2 separate regions of the Macaca mulatta genome follow, and region 2 is linked to region 1. A link is a contact called in public Hi-C data. All regions are on one chromosome and are shown on one strand. The core of a region is the stretch at or near the end of the contact, and the rest is flanking DNA. Distances in the headings are between cores, read along the strand shown. Region 1 overlaps CORO1C (coronin 1C). Region 2 holds the start of UNG (uracil DNA glycosylase).

Region 1 (5,302 bases), core at 1,873-4,372:
AGCTTTTTCCTGTCTCATGTCTTTTCTTCATTTCCCCTTTGGAATTGGTTTCCTTAGCATTAGAAAAATAGGGTCTTTTGGGGGCTAACCCTTTTTACGGCTGTAACTCTAGCCCTAGCACAGTAGCAAGTTCATGATGGGTGATTAAAATAGGGAAACAGTGTCTGGAAAGCAGTATTTGAAAAATAAAACTATTAATTAATTGTACTTTAAAATTAGTACATGAGAGAAACCCAAGTGTTTTAGTTTTCCTTTTTTCTTGTTGGGATTGTTCTCTTGAGTTGTTCTTTTTCCATATCCAGGCTTTCACATGTGAAAAGGATGCCCATGATACAGTAGTTCTGAACATGTGCTTAAAGTTGTTTTTTTCTAGAACCACAATGGGATTTTACTGATGGATTCACTTATTCATGTAGGAGCCCTTGGAACTGATTTCATTTTTTTGGTTATACAGATGAGAGGTTTCTATGTTGTGCAGGCTGGCCTCGAATGCCTAGCCTCGCCTCCTTATGCACCAGGACAACAGACCTGAGCCCCAGCAGCTCCTCTGATTTCATTTTTGTCCTTTCAAAACAAAACAAAACATTGTCATAGTAATGTGTTGTCCAAATAGAAAATGTTAGGAACACACAGCATTATTTAAATTAAGAAAATAAAATAAAAGAGAGGGAGTAGGGATAACTTGTACTCTTTGCTGTGCTGAGATTCCTACTCTGGGTGTTTTATGTCTGTTTTCCTCTGCACTCACTGCATACAGGTTTGAGAAAGCTGGTTGGTATTACAATACCAGTCTGTAGCCATAGAACAAAGAAAAGCTAAGCCTACTCAGAGATCAGATCTGTCGTTACTGTGGTAATTGGCCTAGGTATAAACCAGAGCTTTCACACATATGATATCTTGGGTGTAAATTAGTTAGTATTAATTAATTGGGTACAGTGCTGAATTAATTTGAAGACAAGACTCCTTCTAAGAAATTCTGATGTTCAGACCTAGAAATATATATGAGGTCATAGTGGTCATATTAACAGCAAGAAAAGTCATCATGAAAATATGGTAGGCTCCTTTTTTTTTAATTTTGCCATGCGCTATTCTAAGCCTTTATGTGCATGATTATATTTAGTTATCGTATCAGCACAGTAAGCCATGAGCATGGCCTATTTTACAACTTAGGAAACAGGCTCAGAGAGTGACAGTTTTGTCAAGGGTCACACAGCTGTTAAAAGGCCCAGCCAGACCCAGATCTGTCTAGCTCCAAAGAAAGCCCCATGCTCTTCTCCCTCATTGCAGTATTTCCTAGTAGGGTAGTGTTTTGGGGCATGCAAAATGTTTGAGCTCATTTAACCCTTCTAGTAACCCCTGAGTAAGCACAGCTGTCCCCAGTATCAAGGAAATTCAGGCTCCCGGAAGTGAAATCCCTCCTTAATGCTGACATGACCAATTAGTGTCCCAGCTCTGACAGGAGCCTGTGTCTTCTGACACCCAGACCAGCATCCCATATTACATACAAAAGGGCCAAACATGTACCAAGTGGTGCTTCTGTTTGTTGTTGTCCCTGAGCTGCAGGAACATCAGTCCAAACCTGCAAGCCGTCACCCGAAGTAGCAGACAACCCTGAAGAGGGCAGAGAGCCACATCATGACAGTCCTGTGAGCAGGGCCTGTGGGCGCCAGCCAGAGCACATGTATGCTGGTGTGGAAAGACCTGCAGACCGCCCCCAAGCCCCCAGCTCTTTCCACAGTCCACTGTAGAGAACACCATCCCCTCTTTACCAGTGGATGCAAGAATTCAATTGTCTTCTCGTTTCATATCAGAGACTTTTTCACTCAACTTTCTTCTCACATTGCAGTCCTTGTGCTTACAGTATTATTAGCTTTTTCACTCTGATGCTTTTTCCCTAGCAGCTCCTGAGCCAGCTTCTTTATGGCATTGTTTAAATGCTGCATGCACTTTTTAGAAAATTGTTCTACACATCTGTGTTTTTTATTTTGAGACTGGATATTCAATTTCTCCTTATTTTCTTCTCTACTTTCACCTAAGTCTTGTTCATCCTTAGAGGTCACCTCCTCAGGGAGCCCTCCTTGGTGAACCAAGCTTGCTTAGCAGGAAGCTTATTTCATAGTAGTGCGGTTGGCTTATGCCAGCACAGCACTGGTTGCACTGTATGGCTCCTAGTGAATATACAGGCAATAATAACAACTAACACCCAGTGTCTGCCTTACGCCAGGCATTCTTCTAAATGTGTCAGTTTCATGTCACCATGTTAGTCTTCAAATCGCCTCACAGAGGGCAGGTTCAATATTAAGTCCTGGAAAGGTTAGGTGAATGTCCCCAAGGTCACACCACTGATATGTGACTGAATCAGGAATTCAGTCACATCAGTCTGGCCAGAGCCCATCATCTCAGCCCTGCTGTGTACTGTCTCTGCATTCTGGAGGCACTATGTGTGTGTCTGGCTCTGTGCTGAGGGTTAATTCCTTAAATCTCTTAGCACACTTCTCAGGCATAGGTACTAATGTTTTCTCTATGCAGTGATGTTTGCCAGGATCATCACAGTAAGTAGCCCAGGCAGGATTTGAACCAGACTCTGCCTGACTCTGGTGCTCACTCTCTAACCCTCTGTATCACACCACTTGGATTTGTTGTCTTTGATTTTCAGTCTGATAGAAGTCTCTGCTTTCTGTTAGACCATCAACTTCTCAAGAGCAGGGCCTGTATTTAGTTACCCAGTACTAGATGGGTTACAAGAAAATTTATTGTAACTCATTAAACGTGTTACAAGAAAGAGTTAACCAAGGTAGTAAAATGGGTTAAGTGCTTGTCTTATGTGCATAAACCCAGCCGAGGGAACCATTAAACCAGCTGGAGGTGAGGTAAAGAAGGAACACACAAAGTTTCCTTATTTTAAAAATTAAATGTTTTGCTTCATCATTAAAATTTTCTTTTAATCCAGGAAAAGATGATGGGGAGAAGCTAGAGAAAGGAAAAGGTTGAGTCCCCATTATGAGCTCTGCTTCTGCCCTCATATTTTAAGGTTGGAAATGCTGATTATAACCAAAGCCTCCCATCACTCCACATCTCATTAGTGATTTGGAGAACGCACTGGCTGTGCTCAGAGTTAGACACAGAAGCGTTTTCAGTCCTTGCGAGGAAACCCAGCAGGCCATGGTTGGGGTGCCATCTGGAGATCGAAGGTGGTATTACCACTCTGTCAGTTCTAAGTGGGGTCACAGTGCATCTTGCAAAATGCATTTCCTGTTGAGTCACTAAAGTCCCATTTCATAATTGTTTTTCTGTCGACTTCATGCTTTGATCAAATTAATAGTCACTGTTTTCTGTGTGTTCTGTTCAAAATGTCAGTCCTGCTTTATATTCAAATAGTCAAGTTCAATGTGGAGTTGTTTCACTAATCATAAATTCTTGAACAAAAATAGTGCATATCAGGATGAAAGCTGACATGCAGTGCTGGAGGAGAGCAGATGCCCACATTCTCCACAGGGGAAAGAGGCCTGGGTCAAGGTCTGTTCCGCAGAGGATCCTTTTCCTTCTATGCTTGTTCACACCTGCCTTGCTTAAAATTTGCTGAATGATGGTGGGGCTTTGGGGAAATTAGGTGATGTTCTAAACTTGGGCCCTCAAAATGCAGGTTTATTTTTGCCATGATTTGCATAAGGGGTTATATTTAGTCTGGGCAGAATTGAGCTGTAAAAATGAACAAATCACTCAACTCATGACCTTTTCCCACTCTTCAGAATGGCAAACTTTTCTCATTTTTTTGCAGGACAGTTGAACTGAGCTGAACCCTAAACACTCATCCAGTCTAGATCTCTGCCTTCCACTAAGCAATTGAAAACAGACAATTGTTTGTCCCTTCTTTAAAGTTCCCACAAAGGAAAATTCTGTTTCTCACGTGTTCTAGTGTTGAACATGATTTTTCACTGACAAGTTCTTAAATTTTTCATGAGCTAGTTCCTCAAAATAATTTTCTGATGGTAAATTTACTTGTTTTAATCTTCATGTAGAAGATAATGATTTTAAACGTTAGCTTTTTCATAAGCTTAAATACTATTTAATATCTGGTCTTCTGTAGGGTTCTTGATGCTACTCAGCTTACCTGTAACTCAGCCCTTTTCTTAGAGGTTGTTTGTTTCTTAACCCTTTGAAACCTTTCTCTTCCATTGTTAAACGTAAAGTCTTTCATTCCTTCCACTCATACTTTCCCTGTCCCTTTCTCCCCCTGTGCCCAGGCATGTCCTCAGTTAAGATATGGCGAGTCTTCTGCATGTCTTCACCAGTCAAGAGGATTTTTTTAAGTCACAAGTTTTATTGAGATATAATTCACATATAATTCACTCATTTAAAATGTACAATTCACTGATTTTTAGAATATTCACAACCATCACCACAGGCAATTATAGAAAATTTTCATCACCTCAAATAGAAACCCAAATCCTTTAGCTATCACCCCTCTACCTGTCTCCCTCCACACTCCCCAACACTAAGCAACCACTATTCTACTTTCTGTCTTCATGGATTTGCCTCTGCTGGACATTTCACATACGTGGAATCCTGCAATATGCGGTCTTCTATGTCTGGCTGCTTTCACTTTGCACAATGTTTTTAGAGTTTGCTCATGTTGTAGCATGTATCAATACTTCATTCTTTTTTATGGCCAAATAATATTCCAGTGTATGAATATGTCACATTTTGTTTAGCCATTTATCAATAGATGGATATTTGGGTTGTTTCCACCTTTGGGCTGTTACAAATAATGCTTCCATGAACATTCTTGTACAAGTTTTTGCATGGACACATAGTTTCCATACTCTTGGGTATATCCCTAGGAGTGGAATTACTGGGTCATATGATAACTCTGTTTAATCATTTGAGGAACTGCCAAGCTGTTTTCCAAAGTCTGCCACCAAATGGTGGCTGTACCATTTTACATTCTCACCAGCCATGTACACAGGCTCTGATTTTTTCACATGCTTATAAACACTTGTTATCTTTTTGTTTCTAATGGGCATGAAAAGAGAGCTTGTGGTTTTGATTTGCATTTCTGTAATAACTAATAATGCCAAACATCTTTTCATGTGCTTTTTCTCCATTTATATGTCTTCCTTAAATGTCTATTTAGATGACTGGCCTGTTTTTAAATTGGATTATTTGTCCTTTGATTGAATTCTGAGAGTTCTTTATATATTCTTGCTATAGGTCTCTTATCAAATGTATGATTTGCAAGTTATTTTCTCCCATTCTGTGGATTGTTTTTTCACTTTCTTGATAGTGTCCTTTGAAGCACAAA
Region 2 (5,302 bases), core at 2,024-4,523, 430 kb before region 1:
TTTAATTTAGCTTCAAAACCAAAGAGCTAGATTCTAAATTCTTAAACTTATGAGATGTTGTAACTATTAGCTGTGGCTGCCTTATCGAGATGGTTTATTCACCTATTTCACTTCTATGTCATTTCACAGATATTCACTAAATCACAAGATTCTTGCCCCAGTTTACAAAATGGGGGAGGAAAACGGGTAAGAAACCTAAAAGTCCAGTATCAGCAGGTGCTAAATGCATCGTAGCGGCTCAGAGGAAAACCGGATCACAGAGGTAGAAGGCAACAGACTTCAAGGAGGTGCCACAGAGGTATCCACTTGATTTTTAAGAGACAGAAGTGGGAAGGGGTTTGCCACACTGTCCAATTCTGGAGTGGGAGATGGAGGTTAAGGCTGAGTGGTAGGACGTGGCCCTATTTAAAGAGGGCTGCTCTGTTTTCATAGTTCAACAGTGAGGAGCCACGGTTTTTTGTTTTTGTTTTTTGAGACAGGGTCTGCCTCTGTCCCCTAGGCTGGAGTGCAGTGGTATGATCTCGGCTCACTGCAACCTCCGCCTTCTGGGCTCACGCGATTCTCCCACCTCAGCCTCCCAAGTAGCTGGGATTACAGGCATGCGCCACCATGCCTGGCTAATTTTGGTATTTTAGGAGACACCAGGTTTCATTGGCCAGGCTGGTCTTGAACTCCTGACCTCAAATGATCCTCCCACTTTGGCCTCCCAAAGTGCTGGGATTACAGGCATGAGCCACTGTGCCCAGCCCCACGGACTTTTGAACATGAGATGGACAAGAGCTGCCAACCAGCAACTGTTATATAAGACAAACTAAAGCAAAGGGATCTGTTAACAGAACCACAAAACTATTCAGGCCAGAAAATCAAGAGCTTGAAAGTGCTAACTATAAGGCAGTGTGGTCAGGTCAAGGTGGGGTTGACTATAACAAGCTGCAAAAGATTTAACTGCTTTGTGTGTCAGTCTGAACTTCATCACCACCATAGTATCTAACACTGAGGGAGGTTAGTTTCAGGATTTAAAAAAAATACAAGAAATAAGAGCACAGGATGTACATAGTTCTCCTTTTTGCCGCATAAATAGCATGTGGTAAACATTAAAAAGAGTAAATACAGGCTGAAACACAGTCAGCCAAACCTCACAATTTCAGTGTTTTATTTACTACTGAATGATGGACTGTGGCTTAACTCCAGTGTCCCTAATTTAAAAATACTAGTTGACTCCTTCTCCCCAATAAAAATCATCAAGTTGTACTTACATCTCTTATGTCACACATCTGGGTCCAGGTGAAGACTTGGTGTGAGGGTGGATAAACAGTGTAATGCTTTCTTTCTTCTGCAACAAATCCCATTAGCTGATTTAAAGATAAACTAGACTTAAAATCAGATTCTCACTGGAGGCCATAAGAATTAAACAAGAAAGCTTCTAGTGCAAGTTATTTGGAACATCATTAGTTCTTTGTCGTGTTTTATGTCCAAATTCTTTTAAAAAAACAACCAACAAGGCCGGGCGCGGTGGCTCAAGCCTGTAATCCCAGCACTTTGCGAGGCCGAGACGAGCGGATCACGAGGTCAGGAGATCAAGACCATCCGGGCTAACACGGTGAAACCCCATCTCTACTAAAAATACAAAAAATTAGCCGGGCGAGGTGGCGGGCGCCTGTAGTCCCAGCTACTCGGGAGGCTGAGGCAGGAGAATGGCGTAAACCCGGGAGGCGGAGCTTGCAGTGAGCTGAGATCAGGCCACTGTACTCCAGCCTGGGTGACAGAGCGAGACTCCGTCTCAAAAATAAAAAAACAAAAAAAAACCATCACCAACAAAAACAGTGCCTGCCTGCCCCCCGCTCCCCCAAGTGGTTCAATCAGGCCAATTCCCTGCCTTTTTTTCTGGGCTGGGTCCTAACAGTGCCACTCCTCCCGGCTTTTTAAAGTTCAAGCCAGGTTTCATTCAGGATGGTTGGTGGTTTTACTATGCCAGCCTTTCCTGGACAATAGACTATGTGACTTAAATGAATCCATGATACCATCTCACGGGTCGTTAGCAACTTTAACCAATATAAAGGTGCAGACTGAAACATCATGGCTTTCTTTTACCCCCTTTGTGAGTAAAGGACGTTGAAGGGAGTACAACCTAAGCCTATGGAAACATGAACTTCGCCGGCCGCAGTAACAAGACAAAGGGCCGGAAGCCTCCACATTTACCCTTATGGAAGATGCATTTCCATATTTACCTTGATAAAATACGGTTTTCCGAACTCCCCGCTGAGGTGCTTCTTCCAGCTCTCCCCAAAGCCCACGGGCACGTTGCGGGCCGCAAGTCTGAGCAGGGCCGCGGCCTTGTTCCTCTGGATCCGGTCCAACTGCTCAGCACTCAGCGGCGAGGAGGGCGGCGTCCCGGGCTCCTCCTGCGCGGCCGGGGCCTTCTTGGGGGGGTTGGCCTGCAAGGGGTCCCCGCAGAGGCGGCTCAAGAGCTGCAGAGGCCGCTTCCCAGGAGTCCGCAGCTTCTGGCCCAACCCCCACGGCCCAAGGCAGAAGACGCCCATTAGTGGAGCAGGTCGCAGCAAAATCGGACAATAGGAGCCCAGGACTGGGCCCAGTCCGGGAATTGGGAATTAGATTCTAAACCGGAGCGGGGAGTGGGGCTGGGAAGCGGCCCCGCGGAGCATCAAGGAGACTGCGGACCCAGTACCGAGGTGCCCCGCCCCGCCAGACCCGCCCCCCACAGCCCCACGTGGCCTTTTCGCGGCAAAAAAACTCCCTCTGGGGTCCCGCCCCCTCTCCCCTCTGACTGGACAGCGCACCGAGCCAGGCGGGCCTGCGGCGCGCGGATTGGCACCATGGGCGCCGAGGCGCGTCCCCATTGGCTGATCCCTCAGCATGGCGGCCCATGGGGGACAGCGGCGGCTGTTTTGAACACGTGGAGGCTATTTGGAAAGCGGGGCCCCGGTTTACCGAGTTAAGAGGCGCGCTGCTGCACGCCCTCAGTCAGGCGGGACCCACCGCCTTCCTCCCTCTTTACCCCCCCAAGTCCCGGCCCCACGCCGCGCCTCACCGCCGCATCTCTGTTCTCCTCAGGCACGGCCGCCACGCCAGTCCCCAGGACGGCCGGCTCGGGGCTGGGGGCGCGTCGCTTCCTGGCGGGGCTAGGGGAGAAGAAGGAGTAGAGCGTCTTCTGGCCGATCATCCCGGAGCCGAGGCAGCGAACGCGCACCACCCGGGAACCTGCGAGGCTGGCCCTGGCTGTGGCGGTCAGCAATTGGCGCCAAGCGGCCCGCGCATGCTCCGAGCGGGGGGCTTTGCTGGGGGCGGGGGGCGGGGGGCGGTGGAAGGCCCAGTGCGCATGTGCGGGAGGGGCTGGAGTGCAATGCCCCTGGGAGGAGGTGGGGCGTGCAACGGTGCCCGCGGGCCTATTCATTCATGCCCTCGACCCACCTCTGCCCTTTGGAAAGGCTCTCCAGGCTCAGCTGCAAGACGAAAAGACTGGCCGGCCGCGGTGGCCCACGCCTGTAATCCTAGCGCTTTGGGAGGCTCAGGCGGGAGGATCGCTTGAGGCCAGAAGGTTGGAGCTGTAGTGAGCTTTGATCGCGCCATTGCACTCCAGCCTGGGCGACAGAGCGAGACCCTGTCTCTGGGGATAGGAGGGAAAAAAAGTACCTGGCCCTTAAGGGTGTTGTTGGAGTGCAATGAACAATATAATAGTATTGTCCGGGCTTGACGGCTCACGTCTGTAATCCCAGCACTGTAATCCGAGGCGTCTCAAAAACAGAAACAAACAAATACTATTATATTTTTTGTGTGTGTTTTGTTTTTGAGACAGTCTCGCTCTGTCACCCAGGCTGGAGTGCAGTGGTGTGATCTTGGCTGACTGCAACCTCTGCCTCCCCAATTCAAGTGATTCTCGTGCCTCAGCCTCCCCAGTAGCTGAGATTACAGGCGCACGCCGGCTGAGTTTTGTATTTTTTAGTAGAGACAGGGTTTCACCATGTTGGCCAGTCTGGTCTCAAACTCCTGACCTCAGATGATCTGCCCACCTCGGCCTCCCGAAGTGCTGGGATTACAGGCGTGAGCCACGATGCCCTGCCAATAGTATTTGTTGAACTGTTACATACATTATCTCACGCAATTTTCATGGCCTATTTTATGACAATAAACTAAGGCTTAGCACAAACATTTTGCCTAATGTATCAGGCTTGTGGGAGACTTTCGAGTCACAGAGGTTAAACCCCAATGATTTGTCCTCCAAATGACACCACTGTACAGCACCTCCTCCCCACCACTACTAATATGCTTAGGATTCTCTTTCCTTCCCTTACATCCAAACCATCCATATCTCCTTTTGGTTCTTTCTCCAAAGAAAATCTCAAATTCAACTGCTGCTCTTGCATTTCCTGGCTACAGAAGACCAGATGGGAAGCTGGTGTTCTCTTTTCTAGAGAGAGATTTTTACATCATGACAATACTCTGGGCCTGGCCCAGCTCGGTGGCTCACGCCTGTAATCCCAGCACTTTGGGAAGCCTACAGGGGCTTATTGCTTGAGCACAGGAGTTTGAGACCAGCCTGGCAAACATGGTGAAACCCCGTCTCTACTAAAAATACAAAAATTAGCCAGGCGTGGTGGCACGCACTTGCAATCCCAGCTACTCGGGAGGCTGAGGCAGGAGAATCACTTGAACCCAGGAGGCGGAAGTTGCAGTGAGCTGAGATCGTGTCACTGCACTCCAGCCTGGGCGACAGAGCAAGACCCTGTCTAAAAACAAAAAAAGGAAAAAGAAAAAAAGGCAATCCTCGGGTTAAAACCCTTCTACGGTTTTCAAATAGGCTTAGAATAAACCCCAGCTTCCTACCCAGGTCTCAATGCTGCTTCCTCTCCGGCGGAAGCCCCCACTACTGAGTTCAGCTCCCAGCACATTTGCTGGACACACCCAACTTGTCCCTCTGTGGCCTGTACACTCTTGCACTCACCATCCCCTTGCCTGGAAAGCCTCAGGTCTCCGCTCAAGATCTTTCTCTGAAAAGGTCTTCTCCTCCTGCCCCACTTCCTAGCCCATCGCTCTATAACTGCTATACTATACAAAAGCATCGTATTTATTTATTCTTTTTATACAGTTTCTTTAGAGACAGCATTTTATTTATTCTTTCCTTGTGTGTTTCTGTCTCCATCCCCAAAATGTAACCTGAGTGAGGAAAGGAACTCGCTCCTTGTTGCTGGTGTGTCCCGGTGCCTAGGACGAGAAGCTGAAGTCTAAGAGAGAGAGGCTCAAAGCTGAAAATCATTTGCCTTTAGAGCCACTTTGAAAAACAGTT

What was found. Hi-C and Micro-C count contacts between places; a contact is called where the count stands out from the background.
Region 2: a contact with region 1 is called in a Hi-C map of fetal cortex germinal zone, with 4 times the contacts expected there. The contact joins the promoter of UNG here to the enhancer-like site in region 1. A contact is called at or near these places in 2 of 14 Hi-C or Micro-C datasets (fetal cortex germinal zone and liver).

What each region holds. Positions count from the first base shown.
Region 1 is chr11:115,799,096-115,804,397 of T2T-MMU8v2.0, reverse strand. The region is part of intron 3 of CORO1C (coronin 1C); the gene reads left to right. Among named protein-coding and RNA genes, the nearest start is that of SELPLG, 32 kb to the right of the region's middle. Within about 2 kb of position 3,122, at least 5 of the 40 cell types and tissues checked have an H3K27ac peak or open chromatin away from gene starts, as enhancers often do. A contact at or near this core is called in fetal cortex germinal zone, where this site is marked.
Region 2 is chr11:116,229,534-116,234,835 of T2T-MMU8v2.0, reverse strand. UNG (uracil DNA glycosylase) reads right to left here and starts at 3,273. Exons shown (of 6, transcript XM_015152724.3): 1 at 3,050-3,273; 2 at 2,229-2,435. The coding sequence starts at 3,181.